Regions from separate parts of the Mus musculus genome. Here regions 2 and 3 are each linked to region 1. The links are chromatin contacts, called in public capture Hi-C maps. All regions are on one chromosome and are shown on one strand. The core of a region is the stretch at or near the end of the contact, and the rest is flanking DNA. Distances in the headings are between cores, read along the strand shown.

Region 1 (5,044 bases), core at 1,430-3,929:
TGTTCAAAGACACCGGGTGCCATTCGTATGCCATCTCTTTTGCTATTTGATGGCTTAGCTTCTGGATGTTTGAAAGGTGGCATATTTGACGTCTTTGGCAGTAAATTTTCATTTTCCTCAAAAAGGGTGGCATTGTGTGATTCGGTATATCTTACATCAGAACCAGAGAAAGAATGCACATGTTTAAAGAACTCGGTGCATATCTGTCACTCCTTATGCCATTCTCTGCCTCTTCCAACACCAGCCAACAAAATAGGATCATACCCGCGCTTTCGCTTAGGACCTTACAAATTGGCTAGTCTATTGCTTCCAGCTTTGCAACCTGCCTGCTCTTTTTAAAATATATTTGATACTAGAATATTTGAAATAGTATCTCCCTTAAAACCATGGAGATCGTAATTATGCCTGCTCACTGCTGATATAAGTTATAACACATATGTATCAATTTATATCAACTGTTGATGTTTAAGAACACTCTCCAGGGGCAGAGTATGAAGTTTTATTCTCTCAGTACCCTCTCTCCATATGCCTGTTCTAGTTGGCATCTTGTGTTTAAGGTTCAACACATTTTCATGTGTGCTTATTGTAGTATCTTAATTCCCGGAGATTTACAAAGCACACATGCAACCTTAACGCTGCCCTTCAATCTCACGAGTTTGTTTTATAACCTCGATAGTTATTTCTAGTTGCAATTCTGTTTCCTTTCTAAATGTGTTAATAAAATGCTTGCATTCGAGTTGGCTGGGCTCCAGAACCGGATCCGATCCCACTTCAAGGGAGCGGTAAAGCCTGGGACACTACAGGACTTGGAGCTCTTCGGATGCAGCCTTACCTCTCAAGTGAGGAAACTCATGGTTCCTTATAGAGTTAAATTAAGGTCAGACCTGGTTTCCGACACGAAGTTCAGATGTATTGGCAGGTCCCCATGCTTGCATTTATTATACTGTAATTTGGGGCTTAAAGAGCTATATGCAGTCCATCCCCAACATCTGGATAGTGTTTATAACGATCACATTTGATCCTAATGTAATTTTGTTGGGGAATTCACTAGAATTCCTCTGTTGGCTACATTACAACTAGACATGAGATCTGCTAAAATATTACCAAAAGTGAATGAATATCCACAGAGACTCCAAAACATAGCTCCATTTCAACCTTCCTATCTTTCCCCAGCCTCTGGCTGCTAACCCATCATCTCATCTCTCTGGGCCTTCTTGCCTCCATTGATAAAATGAGAGCGACCCCTTCAGCAGCGGCCAATGTTTGTCCAGGGTTGTTGTTGTTGTTTGTTTGTTTGTTTTTTCCTTAAAGAGCAGAGGAGGCAAAAAAACAAAACAAAACAAAACAAAACAAAAACAAAAACAAAAAAACAAAAAACAGCCACCTTTCAAAGGTAGTGACAGCGCATGCGCAGCCACAAGGGGACCATCACAGACCTTGCTGATGGGGGTTGGCATGAGCTTGATGGAGATTTTTCTCCCCTTCATTTTCATTTTGATTTAGGCGCTATTCCTTGGGGTCAGGAAGAAGTTATTTGGGAAGTCGAGCCAAAGGATTGGGTTTAAACCGCCTGCCCCATCAATGGAAGCCTCAGATGAATCAAGTCTAACCTTCTAAGGGCTGTAAAGGGAGCCTTTAATTATATGAGATTGGCAAGGGGGACCTTTGGGACGCTCAGCGAGGCAGCAGCAGGACCTCCCAGCCCTGCCCGCAGCGGGGAGATTATTAGCATATTTTATGTACCCTTCCCATGAAATAATCTTAACATTCAAAAAGAGACAGATGGGAAGAAAGAAAGACAGATAGGAAGGACAGAGACTCTAACGGTCTTTAGAGAGGGGAAATTATTTCATTAAAAGTAAAGAGCATATGCTCTTCTGATGCATAGCATGTGCAAGCCTATGCAAATTAGCAAATAGCGGTGCACTCTGAGTAATTTTCATTTCCTTCCCAGCCTGTGACGAGGAATATTCCTTTTAATCAGATTAGATGACATCCTCCTCAAACTTGTGGGGGTTTCAACTTAATTTACCATGCTAAGTAGTTAGGATAATTTGAAATAAAGCAATCAGTGGGCTGAAAAGAATGAAGCCAAACCTTATTTCTGTCTTTATGATGAGGGGCTTCCTGGCTGCCTGAGCCCCACAGGGCTTCTCTCTTGTCCTCTCCTCTCCCTGAACCCCCAGTACCCCAACCTCAGCTGCGTCTCCAATGACCAGTTGCCTTCTTTGATGGCACCTACTTGAATCTGTTTCCCATCGTTGGAGCTTGTCTGAAATGCTGCATTCCACCAGGCCTGCCCGAGACCTTTGGAATTTATGGCCCTGCCTCCAGAAGTGATGGAAAGTTGAATTCACACTCCTTAAAAACCATTTCCCCCAGAGAGGGTCCTACACTGCTGAAGGGATCTTTGCCGTGGCCTGCAGGGACCTCCAGATACAACAGCAACATTCCTTCTCGAGACCTGGATGCAACAGGCGTTTGCAGGAAGGCAACAGCAGGAGAGACCTACCTGAAGGACTCAGCCGTTTATCAGTGATGTGCAGACAGGAGCAGTGTCAGCCTTTGGAAGGACCCAGAAGTCTGTTTGGAGGCATTTCTCACAGTCCTGTAGGCCACGGTCCCTTCTCCCCACAACCCCCTAATTCTCTATTGTCTTGAAGTCAGCAGGGAGTCTGGGCGGTAATACCTGTAAATGCCCCACAGATGGCAGTAAAGGGTCTTGAGGAAGCAATTACTAAAACTGCATCAAGTTTCAGTTTGGACTAGAAGCAGCTAGTTGGCTTCTTCTTTCACAGCCCTCTGTTTTATGGGTGGTAGGGGGAAGGGGAAGGTTTTAATTGCTTAAACTAATTCCCTACAAAGTATTAGCAGATGAGATGTAAATATCAGCCATATTTAAACTGCTAGGGATGCCCTAGCCACCAAGACATAGAAGAGGGAAATTTAACGGTGCACTTTCAAGTATTAAAGCAGAATTCACTTTCTTCCTCTTTTTTCTCTTCCCCCCCCCCCTTCTTCTTCTTCTTCTTCTTCTTCTTCTTCTTCTTCTTCTTCTTCTTCTTCTTCTTCTTCTTCTTCTTCTTCTTCTTCTTCTTCTTCTTCTTCTTCTTCTCCCTCTCCTCCTCCTCCTTCCTCCTTCTCCTCCTCTCCCCTTCCCTGTCTTCTTCCTCCTCCTCCTCTTTCTCCTTCCTCCTTCTCCTCTTCCTTCTCCTCCCCTTCTCCTCTTCCCCCTCTTCCCCCTCCTCCTTCTCTTCCTCCTGACACCGCCATACAGGGTTTGCAGTGGGTTCTGGTTACCAAAGCTCAGGTCCTCTTGCTTCCAATCTTGACACTTTACCTGCTGAGATAGTTCCTTTCTATTTAACATGCAAAAGTACACATGATGAACTCAGATACATATGACGTTTCTCTCCTTCCATACCAAACCCTGACCACTTTCTCATATACGATCAACTACAGGTTCTTGAATGTTCTTTTATAAATAGTTTGGACTTTTATAAATGAGTTCTTTTTTTTTCCCCCCCTTCCAATTGGAAGTGGTTGACAATGGTTCCTTGTTTGTTTGTTTGTTTTGAAGAGTTGTTTTTTATGTGTGTTGGTGTTTTTCCTGCACGGGTGTCTGTGTAGTCCAAGAATCAAATGCCTGCAGAGGCCAGAAGAGGGCATCAGAATCGCTGGATCTGGAGTTACGGGTGGTTGCGTGCACAGTGTGGGTGCTGGGAATTGAATCTGGGTCTCTGCAAGAGGAGGCAGTGGGCTGACATCCTGAGTCAGCTCTCTCCCCCCCCCCCCCCATAATGTTTCTTAAACTGAAGTAAGTAACTGCAGCCGCCTCAGACCTGGGAATACTTGCTATGGAACACACCATGGCTTTATTTAATTGAAATCAAGTGGTTTAACTTAAATGTAGGTGAGTGAGACCAACCTTACAGAGATTATCTCTAAGTGTAGCCAGCTTTCAAAAAAAAAACTTCTTTATAAACAAACGCCCCACACCTGGATCAACATATGGCCTCCCAGAGAGACTTAATTATCAGGTACAATTTTCAAAAATTTTGTTTTGTTCTTTAAAAATAGTCACTGTCACTTCCAATATATGTCTCCCAGCTGCCCCACCACCACACACACATTAAACTAAAACCGAAGGTTACAAAAGACAGATACCAGAATCTGAGGATATTCAAGAGAAGTTAAATAGTGCACAATGAAGCAGCCTGTGTAGCCTTGTCCACACCTCAGTCAGACTTCCTTCAGGTAGTGAGATGGGCCAAGAGGAACCGTTCCAGCAGGACTAGGAAAATAATTGAGAAGAGAAAAGGAAAGGTTGACAGAGAATGGGTTCTAGCACCTCCGTAGGGAAATTTTGCTCCAGTCCGGCCAACTTCAAGTTCTTTGGATTTAAAAAATATATATCACGTATCCCTGGTGTGAGTAGTTGTGTGTCTTCTCTGTTGATGCCTTGTTAAGATGCATTACAATTCTCAAAAATACTTCCAGAGTTGTACAAAATATGGAGCTTATATTCTACCACATTGGGGAACTATTCTGTGCTTTTGTAGATGCTGCGGTATGAGAGGAAGGACTGGGGGGGTCGGAGAGGGGGGACAAAGGGCAAAGAAATAAGAGAGGCACAGAGAGAAACACAAACTCTTCCCTGGATTCCCAGATACCTGTGGCACCCAGCCCTGTCTGGGAACTTCCACAATGTCCATGAGTTATTCGTGGTGATCACGCTTTCAAATAGTCTACATATTCTCATTGTATTTTCTCATCATACGCCATCTATTCAAATAAGAAATGTGTTGGATACCTGTAGACTGTATAGAACACCTGTACCTTTTTTGAGGATGGTGATTTTTATCCCTACATTTATGCTAGTCACCAAATTCTTCCCTATTTTTGAGACATCCCCCAGCCCCACCCCCCTTTTCGAAAGCAGGCGTTTGCTCTGGGAGCCTGGTTACCTTCAGGCTGGCAATGTCCAGCTTCACTGACTTTACTGTCTGTAAAGTTCCTCCTTCCTGGTCCCACTCATGTGTCT
Region 2 (5,044 bases), core at 998-3,497, 400 kb after region 1:
ATTTTATTTGACTGAGGTATCCATTTCTTCTACCTCGTCTTTAACACCTGAAATTCTCTGTTCTATGTCCTGTGCTCTGTTAGTGAGGTTTTCCTCTAAGGTTTGTATTTGACAGCCTTCATTGCTAGTTTTTGTGTGCTTATGGTGTGTGTGTGTGTGTATACACACACACACACACACACACACACACACACATATATATGTATATATATATATATATATATATACACACACACACACACACACATATACACACATACATATATACATATATACAATAGATGGACTGTCAGTCATGGAATCCTGGAGCATGGTGGACATACTCTTAAAGAAAACTGACTCTGTCTTGCAGAAGCTAGCAGCTCTCACTAGCTCCTCAGCTAGAGGTGGGAGCTCATGAGTTGAATTCTACTCTGTACTGGACGGGTGACTGGTTGCTGGAAGGTTGCCTCCACAAAGGCAGCCATTTTTCTTCCCATTCACTGGTGTATCTTTATAACTCCTAGTTATATATGACTAGTTACAGTGTATAACTAGTTCCTTAGTGTACTATAACTCCTTCCTGGCATAGAGTAACAATAACTATCCCACTGATGAATGAATAAGCTAATGTTACAAAAGAGGTGGTTTCTTAGTGGACTTAGTAATTATTTATCTCCCACATTTGCTATCTAGATAATTTAATCTTTACTGGAAAAAATATATATATAAAGATCTTCCTATAAAGCTATGCTTTTAAAAAGCCTTTCTCTTACTCTTGGTTGAAAAACTGTGTTGTATACTAATTCTAGATAAAGTGGTATTTGCTTTTCTTATAAAATCCTCACAGCAGCAGATTTGGAACAATTCTCTCACTGCTCAATACCAAGTAATCAGCCCTGAAATCATCCATACCCTTGCAGCACTACCCAGACTCAGTACAGTATGGCTATACATACTTATGTGCATCTGTGCATGTGATATGTGTGTATATATATATATATATATATATATATATATATATATATATATGTGTGTGTGTGTGTGTGTGTGTGTGTGTGTATAGACATATATACATAACCATATATATAACACATACAGATGCATAGATATAGATACAGATAGTTACACACACACACATATATATATACACATATATGTGTGTGTATAACAGCAAAACAGATATATGTAAAAATAATAATTAGAGGGGAAAGGCCATCAATTTAAGAGTGGGTGAGGGGGAGGCATGAAAGGAGTGGTGGAAAGAAAGGAGAGGGGCAAAGTATTGTAATTATATTTTAATTAAAATAAACATGAATGATTATGGGGAAAAGAAAAAGCTTTTGGAAAACTGGAGATAGGACATAGAGCGCTTGCTGACCATGTGTAAAACCCTGGGTTTGATCCCCAGCAGTGGGGTGAGGGAGGATTTTCAGCCCATACACCATACCCCTTGTCATTTACGTCTGCAGGATCTTTGTATAGGGCAGGCAAAGTGTGTTCCCCAAATTTACCATATGATTTGCTCTGGCCAATGGAATGCAAGAAGATGCTTGCTTGTGCCTCTGGTTTAAAGTGTCCCATTAGAGCAAGTCCCAGTCAGCCATTCACCCCAGAATGAGATAGATGAAGGCAACTTGAACATATTCATTGAGCAAGATGAAATCTCACTGCCTATATTCACATCCTCCCTGGAGGTAGGGAGGGGGGGGGGGGGAGAGAGAAAGAAAGATTCAGAAGGGAGAAAGAAAGAGACAGACAGACAGAGAAGAGACAGATGGGAGACAGAGAAAAATGAGAGACAGAGAGAGGGAGATAGACAGACAGACAGAGACAGAGATGGAGAGAGGGAGACAAAAAGAGACAGAGAGGGGGAGACACACACACGCACACACACAGAGAGAGAGAGAGAGAGAGACTATTTGCAGCCACAAGCAACTGAGAGTCAATGCCATTTGCCACCTAGAATTAGAATACTGAAAAAATTGACTAATAGCATTTCAAAGTGCATCATAATGGTTGCCCTCCTAGCTGGAACTGAAAATAGAAGAAACTTCTACCTTCCACTAAGCCAACCTCAGAGGGCATTTTGTGGCCCTTAAATTTTTTTCCTTGAAGGTAAGTACTCTTAAAAACCCCAAAGTGGGTCTTATTTCCTAAAGGAAGTATCATTTAAAATGCTGTTTTTAGGAAGACAAAGTGGCCACGCCCTGAAAATGCACAGGAGAAGAAGTGAGTCCTGTCTGAGCTGCACCACCTCCTCCTGGGTGAGCCACCGCAGTCTGGTAACCGGAATTTTCCAGTAGTAGCCTGGGCATGAGGAAGGGCAGTGTTCTGATCTTAGCGCTAGATTTTCCATTCTTTAGTACCAGAATAGAAAGAGGGTAGAAGTATTCTATTGATGAGTGGAAATGAGAACTTAAAAAGATATTTTTAAAACACTCCATGCAAATAAATAGAATAGTCTTTAAATCCATGGGAAGGAAAAAGAAAAAGCCGTAAGCCCCAGATCAAACCTAGTCGAAATGGTAAACTTTGGTAGGCCAGGGAGGCCATTCTGCAGACCAGCATATGGACACCTTGCTTTGATTAATAATAATGATGATAATAATAATAAACAACTAAGTGCTGAAGAGCACCGTTTTTTGGTTATATGAATAAGCCCTATGAAATCATAGTGAGCAGGACGCTTGTTGAGAGTTAACTGTGTCTAACTCGATTGCTCGAGTGCTATCCAGCCTTCAGCTTGCTCTCGGCAGCGTTAGCCTTGTCCACTGGTCTGAGAGCTGCTTCTGTAAGCAAGCGAGCGAGCAGAGCCAAGCTTCGCTCTCCCGTTGTGTCCAACAGTCTGTGGGCAGGAGCGGAGCCAGAGAAATGATTGCCCTCTTCAAGGCAAACTCCCGGGGAGGGGAATTCCTTTTGAGTTCTTTTTTTAAATTTCTTTTTCTTTTTCTTTTTTTTAACTCCTCTTTAAGAAAGATGATCTGTCTCAGTACCGTGTCTGGTGTTTTCCTGATCACTCTCCACAGCCGGCCTCTGCAGGCCGGCAATCTACTACAGCAATCTGCTTTGTTCCGCCCGGGAGTCCTGTCGTCTCTCAAGGCAGGGAGAATCACCAATGGCATCTCACTTCAACAAATTAGCCACAGTGTTTACACTGCAGGTCCTGGGGCTGGGCTCTCTGGTGTTTCCAGAAATTCCCAGGATTCTAATGTTTTTCCAAGTGGGAGGGTTTTGATGCTATGCATTTGATTTCTCTGGCTTAGCAAACATGAATCCTTATGATCCTGCTGAGTGCTTAAACCCGGAGTCACAGAAACACACACCACACTACACACCATACACACACCACACACACACACATACATACAAACATACCACAACACATCAAACCATACACACACACACACCATACCACACACACACATACACTCACACCACAGTACACCACATACACACTCCCACACACAGAAAAAGAAAGAGACACACAGAGAGAGGATCATAAAGAAAGCGTGGTACAGGGAAGAACGTTTCTAAAAGTTAGGGTGAGATTGGGTCCTAACCCTGCTTCAGGTAGGCTGGCTCTCACTTCCAGCTTGAAGTCTGCGGCGACGCGCAGGCTGGATGTCCCTCGCTCTTCCCTCGGCTTTAACATTCTCTACCTTTGGACCTCTAACTGGTAGCCAAATAGAAATGAATCTTCTTAAGGCAAGGCAGTAGGAAGTACTAGCACCCCAACAGAAGAATCTCATGAAACTCACGTTTCCTCAAGGATCCACCAACCCCCTGCCTCAGATTCCACACAAGGGAGTGGAGGATACAGCTATACAGAGGGTGCCACTGCTAGGTTTTATTAGTTGGTAGCGATCTTCTCATAGATCGAGCCCTATGTAGCTTGTAGTCTTAGCAGTTAGTTCCTATTTTAGGGCCAAGGGCAAGGCAATAAATAATTAAAAAAAAAAAATCACAGGAGTGAATACCGCCCCAAAGTTCCTTTTAAGGCCACAACAGTCAATGTATAGGAGCAGCGAGCAGATTAATTTTTCAAAAGCCGATCTGCTCAGTGTCTAATTACATCTGTCACTTTCACTGACCCCACTCCAGGCCTGATAGGGTCTCTCTCTCTCTCCCTCTCCCTCTCCTTCTCTGAAGTCACATAGCCGAGTTTTCGGATCAATTTCAAGCCGATCTGTGTATTTTCTGTGTGACATGTCTCTTTCACGTGACAGTTCAAGATTACCCAGAGAAACACTCAAACCCCTCTAGACCACAGCCCTGCAGAGCAGAGACCACACAGGCCCTTTCTTTTCTCTTCTCCCTGGGGTCTTCTGTTGAATTCCCAGCCATCTCTCAAGGCCATACTCCAGGCGTTCCTCCTCCAGGAAGACTTTCTCAATCCCTTTCCGATCAGACCTAATCCCTCCATGCCTTCTACTCCCCAAGGGCTTTGTACCTTTATTATTTTAGCACTTACTTAACCAGGGTCTGTCTTACATTACAGTTGTTTCGTGCGCACGTCTCTCCTGTGGCATTCTGAGTTTCCAGCGGGTAGAAACATGGTTTATTTTCTTTTCTGCTGTGTGCAGCATTCTGCAAGATGATTTGCACACAGTGGGAACTTAAGAGTGTCCCATGAATTGTGGGGGCAATCTCACTTGTTCCTCTGTTTTCCCATGTTAGCAAGAGGCTTTTTTCCCCCCAATGGAATAAAACACTTGACATTGTTGGATTCCCTATAAATGCATTAAACATGGCAAAAAATAGTAAGGAAGAAACCAATTAGTCCTGTCGTTTGTTCAATGCACTGTTAAAATATATTCAGGGCATTTCATCAATGTCAAGAATGAAATTTGCCAGAGGATTCCTTTGGAAGTAAATGCGCCTTTCATTCGCCCAGTGAATTCATTCATAACAGGTCTGTGCATGCTTTAATTTGAAAGGAATGCATACTTTTAATGAAACACTCAGAGTATTTAATTAATCATCTACAAAAAGCCATAAAAGACATGAAAAGCCATCTTTTCACGTATGTGACCGCTTCCCAGTATAATAAACTTCTCTAACT
Region 3 (5,044 bases), core at 806-3,305, 300 kb after region 1:
ACCAAGCCTTAGAGTTTGGTATAGACTATAAACCAGAGGTAGTCTGAACTTTACAAATCTGTCCTACTTGAAAAGTGTTGGTTTGACATAGGGAGAGATTTCCTTTGCAGGAAATTAGGTGGCAATTTAGAAAATAGTCCAAAATGAACAGAAAACCATGAAAGGGCACACAGGTTTACCCCCATTGGGACATTCTACTGAACCATGGTGCTTTCAAAGATTGGAACTTGTGGTTACAAAATACTAAATTAAAACTGCGTATTTCACACCCCAAACTGAGCGGAGGCGACCGTCTTCTTAGTGCACCCAAGGAGCATATGGAGAGAAGGGCAAAAGATGAAGAAGACACATGACCATCCACCTCAGCAAATTCTACTTCTGGGAACAAAAACAAGGGGCACAATTTCATACGAAAGTCAGGAGCCCACCTTATAAGAGCTGTTATTACAGCGTTATTTATCTATTAGTGAATGGGATATGAGTACTAACTCATCGCTTGGAGACTTGTGTACTTACTCAGAGACAAAATAAAGACCAATATTGCCTCAGAAGAGATACGTAGAAATCCATTGCTAGATGAAATAAATGGTCTTGACTATCAACCTCTTACAGGGGTCTTTTTTGTTCAGGAATACTGTCATGAACTGCTCTTCACTGTTCTGTGTTGCTGCTAAAAATTAAATTTTCCTAAAAATGTAAACTTATAACTTCTGTTCATACTTTAAATGAGATATAATTCTAATAACTTATTTTGCTGTTTTATTTTGGTTTTTTGTTTGTTTTTTTGTTTTGTTTTGGGTTTTCTGTTTGTTTGTTTGTTTGTTTGTTTGTTTGTTTGTTTGTTTTAGACAGGGTCTCTCTAGTTTTGTTCTGGAACTCAATATGTAACCCAAACTAGCCTTAAACTCATGATCTGCCTGACTCTGGCTCCTAGTGGCTGGGATGAAAGGCACATAGCACCATGTCCAGCTGGGATGATCCTAAGTTAGTCTTTTCTCTTTTGCTGCAACAACAACAACACAACAAAATACCCCAGGCTGGGTATTTTATAGAGAAATAAGGGTTATTTGACTAAAAGTTATGAAAACTGAAATCCCAAGATCAGGCAACTTCTTTGGTTTGGGCTCTGAGGAGCCTTAAGCTCGTCACCTCATGGACGGCTGAAAGGAAACGCACGTGGGAGAGGGAGCAGTTATATGATGACATAGGAAGCTAGACAAGATCAGGACCACAACTCATCTCGTCAGAACTAACCAGGGTTCCACAAGAACCACCTTAACCTAGCAGGTTTTGAGACTGGTGTCCCAAAGACCTAATTACCTCCAGGTAGGGTCTGCGTACCCCCATCCACATTGGTACCGTAAGGCCCAGGCACCACTGGACGACAAATCCTGTGTAAGGCAGAGCAGTTGATGTCTTCCACCTTTGAGCAATTCCTGTCCAGTTTGCTCTCTTGCTCACAGCTCAGACTTTCATACCAGAAGATCACCAATGATTCCTCAGAGTGAGGAAACATTGTTAGGGTGGAGAAAGCTGTGAGCCTGAGTTGTTTAGTGGCAGTCTCAGGGCTTCTGTGTTCTCCCTTGTATGTATAATATGTATCTTAGTGCTGCCGACTAAGTTTAACCTATTCCTTTTAAAGGACTCGAAGTTATGCTGAGACACGCCCCCTCCCCGTAACCCCCCCTCCCCCATCTTTTCTTGGAGTGTTTTACCTACAGAAAACCACAGCCAATCAAAATGCTGAACTGTGGAGCACAGCCTTAATATTTTTAAGTGTGTGAAAAAGAATGTTTAGAGAGCCTCATGCAAAAAGCTGTTTCGCTTGAACTCAACATCTCCAAACACACAGCCACAGTTAGTTATGCACCGGGAACACACCATCACCCTCCCCGAAATCTCACACTGTAGTTGATTATAAGTATAAATCAATACATGTACCCCGCAGATCGATGGCGAAGAGCCTTAACGATTCCCGCAAAGCCGCCTTTATAGAGTGGAGGAGAATACACAGCTGACAGGGAACCGCTGGGTTATGGCGACCACCCAGGTGGTGCCAGAAGTTGGAAGTAACCCTCCTCCCCCCTGCCCTCCATCAACGCAGCTCAGAACGAATTGGCTTTTCAGGAATGCTGAGAGAAAAGGAAAAGCCGGCCAAATCTTCCCGGCAGAAGTAGTTCCGATCCGGGGATTAGAGTCTGTCAATTAGGGGTGTCCGAATGGGACGGAGGGAAGAAAGAAGGAAGTGCTGCTTAAGTGTCAGGGGAGACTCTTATTTATTTTTATTTTGATTTGATTTTATTTTATTTTTAGGAGGGGGAGCAAGCGCTGGGAACGATTTTTCTTATTCTGCTTGGAAAGGAGTCAGTCCTGATCCAGATTTCCTTCCGGAAGAAACGAATCAAGGACCTTGCTGGCGGAGGGTTGGGAATGGGGGTGGGGGACAACCCTAGGTGGCCCGAGCGTGGTACGGCCTTGTCAGAGGCTATTGTACGGCTAGACCCAAGGCCGTTTCGGTACCCACGCAGCCACTTGCAGGACCGAGCGTGTCTGGATGAGCCAACTGGCCTCCCTCCGCGCCGAGCGCCCCAGCCGTCTGCTCTGCGCACGGGGTCAGGGGGCCCGCGCCGGCAGGGGCGCCTTTGAAGTCTCGGCAGCAGACTGGGTGGGAGATGGATGACCTAGGAGGGACAGGGACGAAGGGGCCCAGCCTGGTTCCCACGATCCGCGGCTCGAGGGGCCACCGCGCAATGCGGGCCGTTGCTGGGGCAGAATGAGAATGAGAGCACGTGGGTGATCTCGGAAAATGCGCGCGCGGGGATATGATCCCTAAATGTGAGCCAGGAGATTTAGCGCATGACGAACCCTAGGGAACGCACAGAAGGCGGCCACCACCGGGAGGGAGGAGGCTGTGACTCTAGGTAGCCTCGGTGAGAGTGAAGGTGGTGTACGTAAGAGGACCCGGAGTAGGATGGAGAGTGTCCTACTGGTTAGGGGGTGGGGTAGGTGTACGTCAGGAGAGGGGACCCGGCAGCGTGCGGGCTCCATGCTGCTGTGCAGATCGGTGTAGCCGTGGGTGCAAGCAGAGAAAAGGCGACCCCGACAGAGGCACGGGGCCCCTGGCCTGGACCGCTGGGCGGCGTCTGCGGAGCATCTGAGCTCAGCCTCCGGGAGCGGGGTTGGAGGGACTAGTTGCAGAGCAGCGACGCCAATGAAGTTGGTAACTTTTTCCCAAAGAGGAAAAAGAAACCGCCAAACAAGGGTCCCCTAGAAGGGTGGGAGCAGTGGCCCAGTTGCCGATAGACTCCACCCCCTCCAGACTCCGCCCCCCTCAGACTGAGGGGCGCCCGGCCTGCAGCCAATGGGCAAATCTACGTTAGGCGTGACTTTGTGGTTCGACCTGAGCCAGGCATGGAGCTGGCTGGTTTCACCTAGTCCAGACTTTGGGTCTGGAGAGAGCTGAAGGTGCTGACTGGCAAGTCAGGGAGCCTGCATCCTCCCGTGGCTTCCTCCAGCCTTTTTGGACATAGATCATAATCTGCCCAGAGACATGTTAGGTAGAGATTACATGCTAAAGGTTCTCCTGAGAGAGAAGAAGCAGTGTTCTCTCTTGCCCTAACTTACTTCTCAAGAGCTCCTCATGTAAGTTTACAAACACATCTGTTCAAAACGGTCAAATATTTGTTGACCTAGAAGTGAAAGTGACACAGAAGGGAAGAGATTCGGGATCTTGGAGGGACAGGATGAGATGAACAAGAAAGGGTTCTGAAGGTCGCCTAAATCATAGCCCCCTTACATTGTGTTTTCCTCTTCATGTTCAGGATGTGATCTTGGGGTGCAAGGTAATTTGGATTCCCTAAGTTATGGTGGTGAGGAACAGAGTATCGAAATGAAGGAAGAGAATAACGGAACAAGTTGCAATAGTAAAAACAAAAAGATGTTTAAGCGGATACATGGTAGGGGGACATTCACAAAGTCACTTTCTGTGGTCTTCAGACTCAACTCACATCCTTGCGTTTGTTGTGCTAGAACGCAGATCTGGATCCTGAGGTAGCTGCAGGTAAAGGTGGGTTGCTGGAGGTAGTGGTAGCCCTAAGGGACCCACCTGCTGTAAGTGTGCTGTGCTGGTGGGTGGCACTCTTGTTTAAAGGTGAGCTTTTGTTTAAAGTTCTGGGTTTGAATCCAAGACCTGGTGTAAATGGCTCTGTGTGTGTGTGTGTCTCTCTGTCTCCCTCCCTCCCATCCTCTCTCCCCCTTCTTTTCTCCTCTCAATTTCCAAATTAGTTCACATTTTTTCTTCCCTCTCACCATGTCTACTAACTTCTAATCTCTGAACAAAGGGAAGCACTGGCCAGCTGACTTTATTTGTTGTATATAAAAGCAAACAGTTGCTCATCAGACAGTCTGTCTCAAAATAACTTTATTTGATGAAAAACGGTTGATTTGTAGCAGCAAATATATCTTTTTTTAAAAAATATTTATTTATTTATTATATGTAAGTACACTGTAGCTGTCTTCAGACACACCAGAAGAGGGCGTCAGATCTTATTACAGATGGTTGTGAGCCACCATGTGGTTGCTGGGAATTGAACTCGGGACCTTTGGAAGAGCAGTCAGTGCTCTTAACCTCTGAGCCATCTCTCCAGCCCCAGCAAATATATCTTATCAAAGACACTATTGTCATTGAGTGTACTGGTGCCATGGGATTGGCTCAATGGGTAAAGTGCTTGAAGAAAAAGAAGAGAAAAGGAAAGAAGAGAAGAGAAAGGAAAGGAAAGGAAAGGAAAGGAAAGGAAAAGAAAAGAAAAGAAAAGAAAAGAAAAGAAAAGAAAAGAAAAGAAAAGAAAAGAAAAGAAAAGAAAAGAAAAGAAAAGAAAAGAGCTGGGTATGGTTTGGCCTGGTTAGTAACCCCAGAACTGGAGGGGACAGTGATGGGAGGATTTGTTAGTTGCCAGCCAGGTTACCTGAAATGATGGAGCTCCAGGTTCCGTGAGAGACAGAATCTCAGGCACTAAGAGGAAGATACAAGATATCATCCCCTGGC

The links. Capture Hi-C pulls out chosen DNA fragments and counts their contacts.
Region 2: a contact with region 1 is called in a capture Hi-C map of embryonic trunk, with 7 times the contacts expected there. The contact joins two enhancer-like sites. A contact is called at or near these places in 1 of 15 datasets of contacts at CTCF or cohesin (the NIH/3T3 cell line), 6 of 115 datasets of contacts at active chromatin or transcription factors (embryonic basal ganglia, embryonic stem cells, extraembryonic endoderm stem cells and 2 more) and 3 of 9 other capture datasets (embryonic stem cells, embryonic tail and embryonic trunk).
Region 3: a capture Hi-C map of embryonic tail shows a contact between it and region 1, with 4 times the contacts expected there. The contact joins two enhancer-like sites. A contact is called at or near these places in 16 of 484 Hi-C or Micro-C datasets (adipose-derived mesenchymal stem cells, cortical neurons, embryonic fibroblasts and 4 more), 14 of 115 datasets of contacts at active chromatin or transcription factors (bone marrow-derived macrophages, craniofacial prominence, embryonic forebrain and 6 more) and 3 of 9 other capture datasets (embryonic stem cells, embryonic tail and embryonic trunk).

Annotation. Positions count from the first base shown.
Region 1 is chr10:120,244,907-120,249,950 of GRCm38.p6, forward strand. No RefSeq gene overlaps it. Among named protein-coding and RNA genes, the nearest start is that of Llph, 20 kb to the left of the region's middle. Within about 2 kb of position 2,680, at least 39 of the 459 cell types and tissues checked have an H3K27ac peak or open chromatin away from gene starts, as enhancers often do. A contact at or near this core is called in bone marrow-derived macrophages, embryonic limb bud, embryonic tail and 1 more, where this site is marked.
Region 2 is chr10:120,644,149-120,649,192 of GRCm38.p6, forward strand. No RefSeq gene overlaps it. Among named protein-coding and RNA genes, the nearest start is that of 4930471E19Rik, 11 kb to the left of the region's middle. RefSeq lists an enhancer at 1,895-5,044. Within about 2 kb of position 2,248, at least 86 of the 459 cell types and tissues checked have an H3K27ac peak or open chromatin away from gene starts, as enhancers often do. A contact at or near this core is called in embryonic tail, where this site is marked.
Region 3 is chr10:120,549,981-120,555,024 of GRCm38.p6, forward strand. No RefSeq gene overlaps it. Among named protein-coding and RNA genes, the nearest start is that of Gm34952, 24 kb to the left of the region's middle. RefSeq lists an enhancer at 1,978-3,617. Within about 2 kb of position 2,056, at least 93 of the 459 cell types and tissues checked have an H3K27ac peak or open chromatin away from gene starts, as enhancers often do. A contact at or near this core is called in bone marrow-derived macrophages, embryonic limb bud, embryonic tail and 1 more, where this site is marked.